2 separate regions of the Ovis aries genome follow, and region 2 is linked to region 1. Evidence: chromatin contacts called from public Hi-C data. All regions are on one chromosome and are shown on one strand. The core of a region is the stretch at or near the end of the contact, and the rest is flanking DNA. Distances in the headings are between cores, read along the strand shown.

The links. A called contact is a pair of places that touch in the nucleus more often than the background predicts.
Region 2: a Hi-C map of hypothalamus shows a contact between it and region 1, with 7 times the contacts expected there. The contact joins the enhancer-like site here to the promoter of KIF3C in region 1. A contact is called at or near these places in 15 of 16 Hi-C or Micro-C datasets (blood, hypothalamus, liver and 7 more).

The regions. Positions count from the first base shown.
Region 1 is chr3:33,267,752-33,270,745 of ARS-UI_Ramb_v3.0, forward strand. It overlaps KIF3C (kinesin family member 3C), which reads right to left and starts at 1,568. Exons shown (of 8, transcript XM_027966582.3): 1 at 1-1,568. The coding sequence starts at 882.
Region 2 is chr3:33,378,744-33,381,737 of ARS-UI_Ramb_v3.0, forward strand. It overlaps RAB10 (RAB10, member RAS oncogene family), which reads left to right. Exons shown (of 6, transcript NM_001161861.1): 6 at 1-110. Among named protein-coding and RNA genes, the nearest start is that of GAREM2, 24 kb to the right of the region's middle. Within about 2 kb of position 1,423, at least 1 of the 54 cell types and tissues checked has an H3K27ac peak or open chromatin away from gene starts, as enhancers often do. A contact at or near this core is called in hypothalamus, where this site is marked.

The DNA.
Region 1 (2,994 bases), core at 318-2,817:
CGACAGGTTGATTTTGGAGGCTTCCTTCGGCCTCTCTCCACCACTGCCTCCACCCCCTCCACCACCGCCACCACCAGTGGGCTGTGTGGTGGTCCCTCCAGTGGTGTTGGGGCCTGCTTTGTTCTGCCTCTCGCTACCAGCCAAGTCCACCAGGTTGAGCTTGCCCACACGGATGTGGTCCTGGCCATCCGAGCCACGCTCACTGCACTCCACGGTGATGACGAAGATGGCATGGGAGCGGGAGCTGACCTCATTCATGTGTGTGCTGCCCACTGCCCGGGTCTGGTTCCCCAGGTTCATCACGTGCTCTATCTCCTTGACATTCTTGGTGACGAAGGAGGACAGGTCCTTGATGTAGACGCCTGTCTCAGGGTTCTCCTTCAGCTCCAGCCTCTTGCCGGGCTCCTTGGAGAGCAGGTCTCGAATCTCCTCCTGGTAGATCTCCAGGTAGGAGGCCCGGACCAAGTACTGCTGGTTCTGGGAGCGCGAGATGTGGGTGAAGATATGCTCAAAGGCATTGGGGATGACCCCGCGGAGCTCGGGCTCCACCCAGGTCCCCTGCATGGTGTAGGTCTTGCCCGTGCCTGTCTGTCCATAGGCAAAGACGGTGCCGTTGAAACCTTGAAGCACCGAGTCTACCAGGGGCCTCACGGTTTCATCATACAAGTCTGCCTGCTTGGAGCTGGCATCATACACGGCATCAAAGGTGAAGGTCTTGGGCAGCTCCCCCAGGGCAGCGCGGGGGTTCCGCAGGGTCACCTGGCCTAGTTTCACGTCCATGGTCAGGATCTGCTCGTGACCAGCAGCCTCCTCCTTCCGGCTGAGGGGGCGGCACCGGGCCACCACCTTCAGGGCCTCGCTGGCCTTGGTTTTACTGGCCATCTTGCTGCTCTGTCCTTCCTGCACACCCCCCACCCCCGGACCCCCTCCGCAGCCTGGTTAGTCCTGCTGTCCTTCCTAGGTCGGGATCAGCGGGGCCGGCCCAGCCCCCAGGCACCGTTCTTCAACCCGCATGCAGCCTCCTAGGGTGGAGATGCTGGGAGCTGGCCCTGCCGCTACTGCAGTCCGGGCCTCCACCGCTCTCCGGTCCTCGCTGCACCGGCTGCGGAGGGAGAATTAGGCAGAATCGCCGGGCAGCCGCGGGAGCAGCGCCTGCCGAACGGCAGTACCCAGAGCCCGCCCCATGCTGGGGCAGAGGGAGCGCTGCCGTAAACAGCGACGGGCAACAATGAGATAAAGGAAGAGGAAAATGGGATGGGGGTGGGCGGCAGAGCTGTCTTCTCGTCCTCCTCCTCCTCTAGAGATCCATGGCGGGGGATGGGGGGAAGGGTGCTGCAGGTTCTGGGGGGCCGGGGGTCCCGGCCCTCCCAAGGGCAGAGGCTCACCTGGAGTCCTCTCCCCCAGCTGGGGGATCATTCATTGCAGCCAGCGCGGCTGCCGCAGCCTCTGCCTCCGCCTTCCCCGCCGTCGCCACCGGAGAATGAGAGAGAAAAACAGAAGGGGATGGGGCGGAGCAGCCGCGGCGAGAATGATGTTGCCGCCGCTCTGCGGCCCCAGCTAAACCGCCCGGCTGGGGTGGGGCAAGGGGCGGGGCCGCGGGGCGGGAGACGCGAGCCGGGCGCGGCCAGTGCGCTGGGGACCCGAGTGCATCGCCCGCCCGCACCGCCCCCCCGCCACGCAGACCGCCCCCCTCCGGAATGACAGGCTCCGGTGCCGACCCAGGTCCTGCGCCCACCAAGCGGGTGCAGCGCAGCCACCGCCCGCCGTCACCCCACTGGGGCGGGGCATGCTGGGAGTTGTAGTCCTGCCTTTGTTAACCCGGTTCTGGCAGGTTGCTAATGACTTCTCCAGTCCGAGAGGCCCCTCCTTCTCTGGCCTGCAGCCTCCGGAGTGACTGTTGAGGTTGCAGCCTAGCTGCTGGAGGATGCGGGGTATCCACTGCCCACACCTGTTTCCTCCACAGCCAGCATCCTCTCTCTCTCTCTCTCTCTCTCTCTCTCTCTCTCTCTCTCCTGCTCCTGCCTTTCTGCCTCCAGACCCCTACATGTCACCCCCCTCCCCTTCAGGGTGTTGCCAGGCATTCTAACGCAGAAATTCTTCTTGACTGTCTTTTCCTCTCCCTGCCCTGGTTTACTTCTGGCCTTCCTTTTCTCTCTCCTGGAACCACCTTCCAGATGATTCTCTCTTAGCATCCTTTCTGCACATGCACTCTGGTCCCCTCTCCTCCTCCAACACCAGCCTTCCATATTGTATTAAAGCCTCTCCATCTTCTGACTCCTGCCACTTCCCAGCCTCACTTCCAGCTACTCTCCTATAGAGAATCTATATTCTAGACATTCATTCCTTTGAACAGAAAAGCAGAGACATCACTCTGCCAACAAATGTCTGTATAGTCAAGGCTATGGTCTTCCCAGTGGTCACATTTGTTTGTGAGAGCTGGACTATAAAGAAGGCAGAGCACCAAAGAATTGATGCCTTCTAACTGTGGTGCTGGGGACGACTCCTAAGAGTCCTTTGGACAAAAAGGAATTCAAACCAGTCAGTCTCCAAGGAAATCAATCCTGAATACTCATTGGAAGGACTGATGCTGAAGCTCCAGTAGTTTGGTCACCTGATGCAAACAGCTGACTCATTGGAAAAGTCCCTGATGCTGGAAAAGATTGAGGGCAGAAGGGAAAGAGGGCATCAGAGGATGAGATGTCTGTATGGCATCCCTGATGCAATGGACATGAACTTGGGCAAACTCTGGGAGGTGGTGAGGCACAGGGAGGCCTGGCATGCTGCAGTTCATGGGGTTGCAAAGAGTCGAACATAACTGGGTGACTGAACAACAAACAACAGCAAGCGCCTGATAAACCCCAGGCCTCATTCTAGGAACTGGCACTTCTGGTCCTCAAGGCCCTTACAATACTAGAAACCAGGTTTTGTTGCCTTCTGGCTGTTCCATGTTGCACCTTTGTGCCTTTGCCTGTTACTCTTCTGTACTTGGTACCC
Region 2 (2,994 bases), core at 173-2,672, 110 kb after region 1:
CTCACCACTGCATTTCAGTTGTATTATAGTCCAATTCTTATCAACATTAAAACCTATAGCAATCATTTCAACTCTATTCTGCAAATTGTATAAGAATAAAAGTTAGAATTAACAATTTTATTTTGTACAACAGTGGAATTTTCTGTCATGGATAAATGTGCTTGAGTCCCTATAATCTATAGACATGTGATAGCAAAAGAAAAAAGCCAGGAAAACATTCATTTTCGCCTTGAATATGTAAATGGGGTTAATTTTGTCCTGTGCCTTATGTGGAAAGGAACTTCTTTGGTTTTTCCTTTTTTTGGGGTTTTGGTGGAAGCATGTGCAGGAGACATATCATCGAAACATAAAGCATTAACATGTTTGTGGTTTGCTTGGCTGTAATTTTCAAAGTAGTTAATTGAGGACAAAGGATAATACAGAAATGATCGCTTTGGTTTGCTGAGTCTCGTTTTAAGTGGCCTTGACATTTAAAACTACTCCTGCCACCAGTTCTTTTCCTCGGCCACTTTCTCCTCCTGTCTCTTCCTGCATGCTGCTTTATTTGCTTCTTCCCCACCACCCTGTGGTGTGAGTTATTTAAAAATGAAAGGGGTAAACTAGTGGGTTTGTGGAGTTTAACATAAAGCACTGATTTAACTTGCTAAGTAAACTGAAAGATAAATCCTAACTGCCTACTATCCAATGTCAGTTAACCATGTCCTCACCTCATTTTCTCACTCCCCTAAAGCTTCTGTCCCGAGTTCCTTCATTTGCTGTTGACTTCACGTTGCTCTTCTCTTTCCCGCTTTGTTCCCTTCCTGTCTCTCTCCATTGAGTTTATGAAATGGAGGAGTTAATTGCATGCACTAGTGTTTGGAGGGTGTTGTGGTTTGTCTTTCTAACTAAGTGTATAGCCTATTCACTTTCTTAGAATAAATATTTTAACCTAAATTTGAATAGTCTCCATTTTGGCAACTCCTCTAGCAGTTTGGTAGCCCAAAATTGTTTTTAAAAAGGTGGGAAGGAGGAGTGAAATTTATTAACATGTTTGCCAAATATATTGAGATTTGGCCTATGAAGAACACTTTTTCAGTGTTAAGTTATCTTTACCTTAAGATTTAGAAGTACTTTAGGCTGTTACTGATTTTAAGTCCTGTCTTCACATCCCTTTGGGAAACTTGTATTACCCTGGATTTGAAAAAAAGAACAACAGAGGCTTTTCATGTAAAGATATGAAACTCTAGGCTCTCTCTTGCCCTGCCATTTTTTCCCCTTCATTTTTCTAGTTTTGCTTTACTGCTTATCATTAGGGTAGGGTAAGTTAAGTTTGCTATGCTGCTAGCATCCTAAGATGATACCTTTGTTGAAATAATTGTGAATAGCATGATTCATTTCTAGCAGAGGCTGAGTTTAGGACAGCAGCTTCCATTGAAAAGTCTTTCTGTGTCGTGGATAGCATTTTAATGACCTCTTGGCTAACGTAAACAACATAGGGACATATCTGCTGTGAACATCCATGAATTTTCAGATTGTGCCCTAAAAGTGATTTCATCTGCCTCACTGGTGGTGGTTGTTAGGTTTTCCCCTCACTTGACTTTATCATTGTTTACTACTAGTAAAAGCAGCATTGCCAAATAATCCCTAATTTTCCACTAAAAATAATAATGAAATAATGTTAAACTTCTCAAAAGTTTTAGGTTAAATCTATTGTTAGATTAATTTTTAATGTGTTTGTTGTTTTTCTTTATCTGGAATGTGGCAGTAGCTTTTTTACTTTTAACCCTCTTTAATCCTTACTCAATTCAGTGACTTAAGGTTTGAGAGCTAAACACTGGGATTTTTGGGTAACAGACTGACAGTTTTGTTGTTTGCAATAAATTATAATCGGCATTGTACATAGAAAGGATATGGCTACCTTTTGTTAAATCTGCACTTTCTAAATATCAAAAAAAAAAAAAGGGAAATGGAGTATAAATCAATTTTTGTATAACCTGTTTGAAACCTGAGTTTTATTTGCTTAATAATAGGGCTTTGCCCCTTTTTCTGTAAGTCTCTTGGGATCCTGTGTAGAAGCTGTTCTCATTAAACACCAAACAGTTAAGTCCATTCTCTGGTACTAGCTACAAATTCGGTTTCATATTCTACTTAACAATTTAAATAAACTGAAATATTTCTAGATGGTCTACTTATGTTCATATAAAAACAAAACTTGATTTCCAACTGCGTGACTTGGTTTTCATTTATTTATGGAGTCTAAGATGGAAGATTCCTTCTGAAAATAGTGCAATAGCAAACTGGATATTAGAGGAACAGAAATAGAGGGGAATAACTTTTCAACTAGGGAAAGCTGGGAAGGCAATTTCAAGAGCTATTGTTGGAAGAAACTGCATTTTAGAAGCAGAATCATGCTGGCGTCGAGACAGACAGAACACACAACTGTAGTCACTTGCCAGCCAACACTACTAGACTGTGCCAACTACAACTGGAGTCAGCTGATTACTCAGGGGCACCAAGGTAAGGCTATCATGCTGAGGAGAAATTCTTGTTTTAGTAGTGACTGTCTTCTTACCTGAAACATGTAAAGTGTTTCCCACTTTTTTTGTGAACCATAAGAAACAACTTTGGCTTTTTGGTGAAAGAAATGTTTGATCCTGTATCGAGCCCTTATTAGTCAATAAATAAAGGTACACATTTGTTGACAAGATTATCTCTGCTGGACGGACATAGCAGAGGTTTTCTTATAACTAGTTTTTGGAAGGATCACCTAGACTGAATTTAAATACTTCCCTGTTTACCTCTCATCAACACAGAATTTTCTGTCTTAAGGTGGAGCCTGTGATTGTGCCTTTGAGATTGGTATAGGGAAAGGACACAGTAGCCTCTGCTGGTAGGTTTACCTTTAAAGCAGAAGGAATTAGTAATCAGGCAGATGTACAAAAGCCAAATAGTTGTGGTTTTAAGTGCTGTGTTAATAGAAGAGCAGATTCAATTGGTGAGAATAGTTGGGACGGT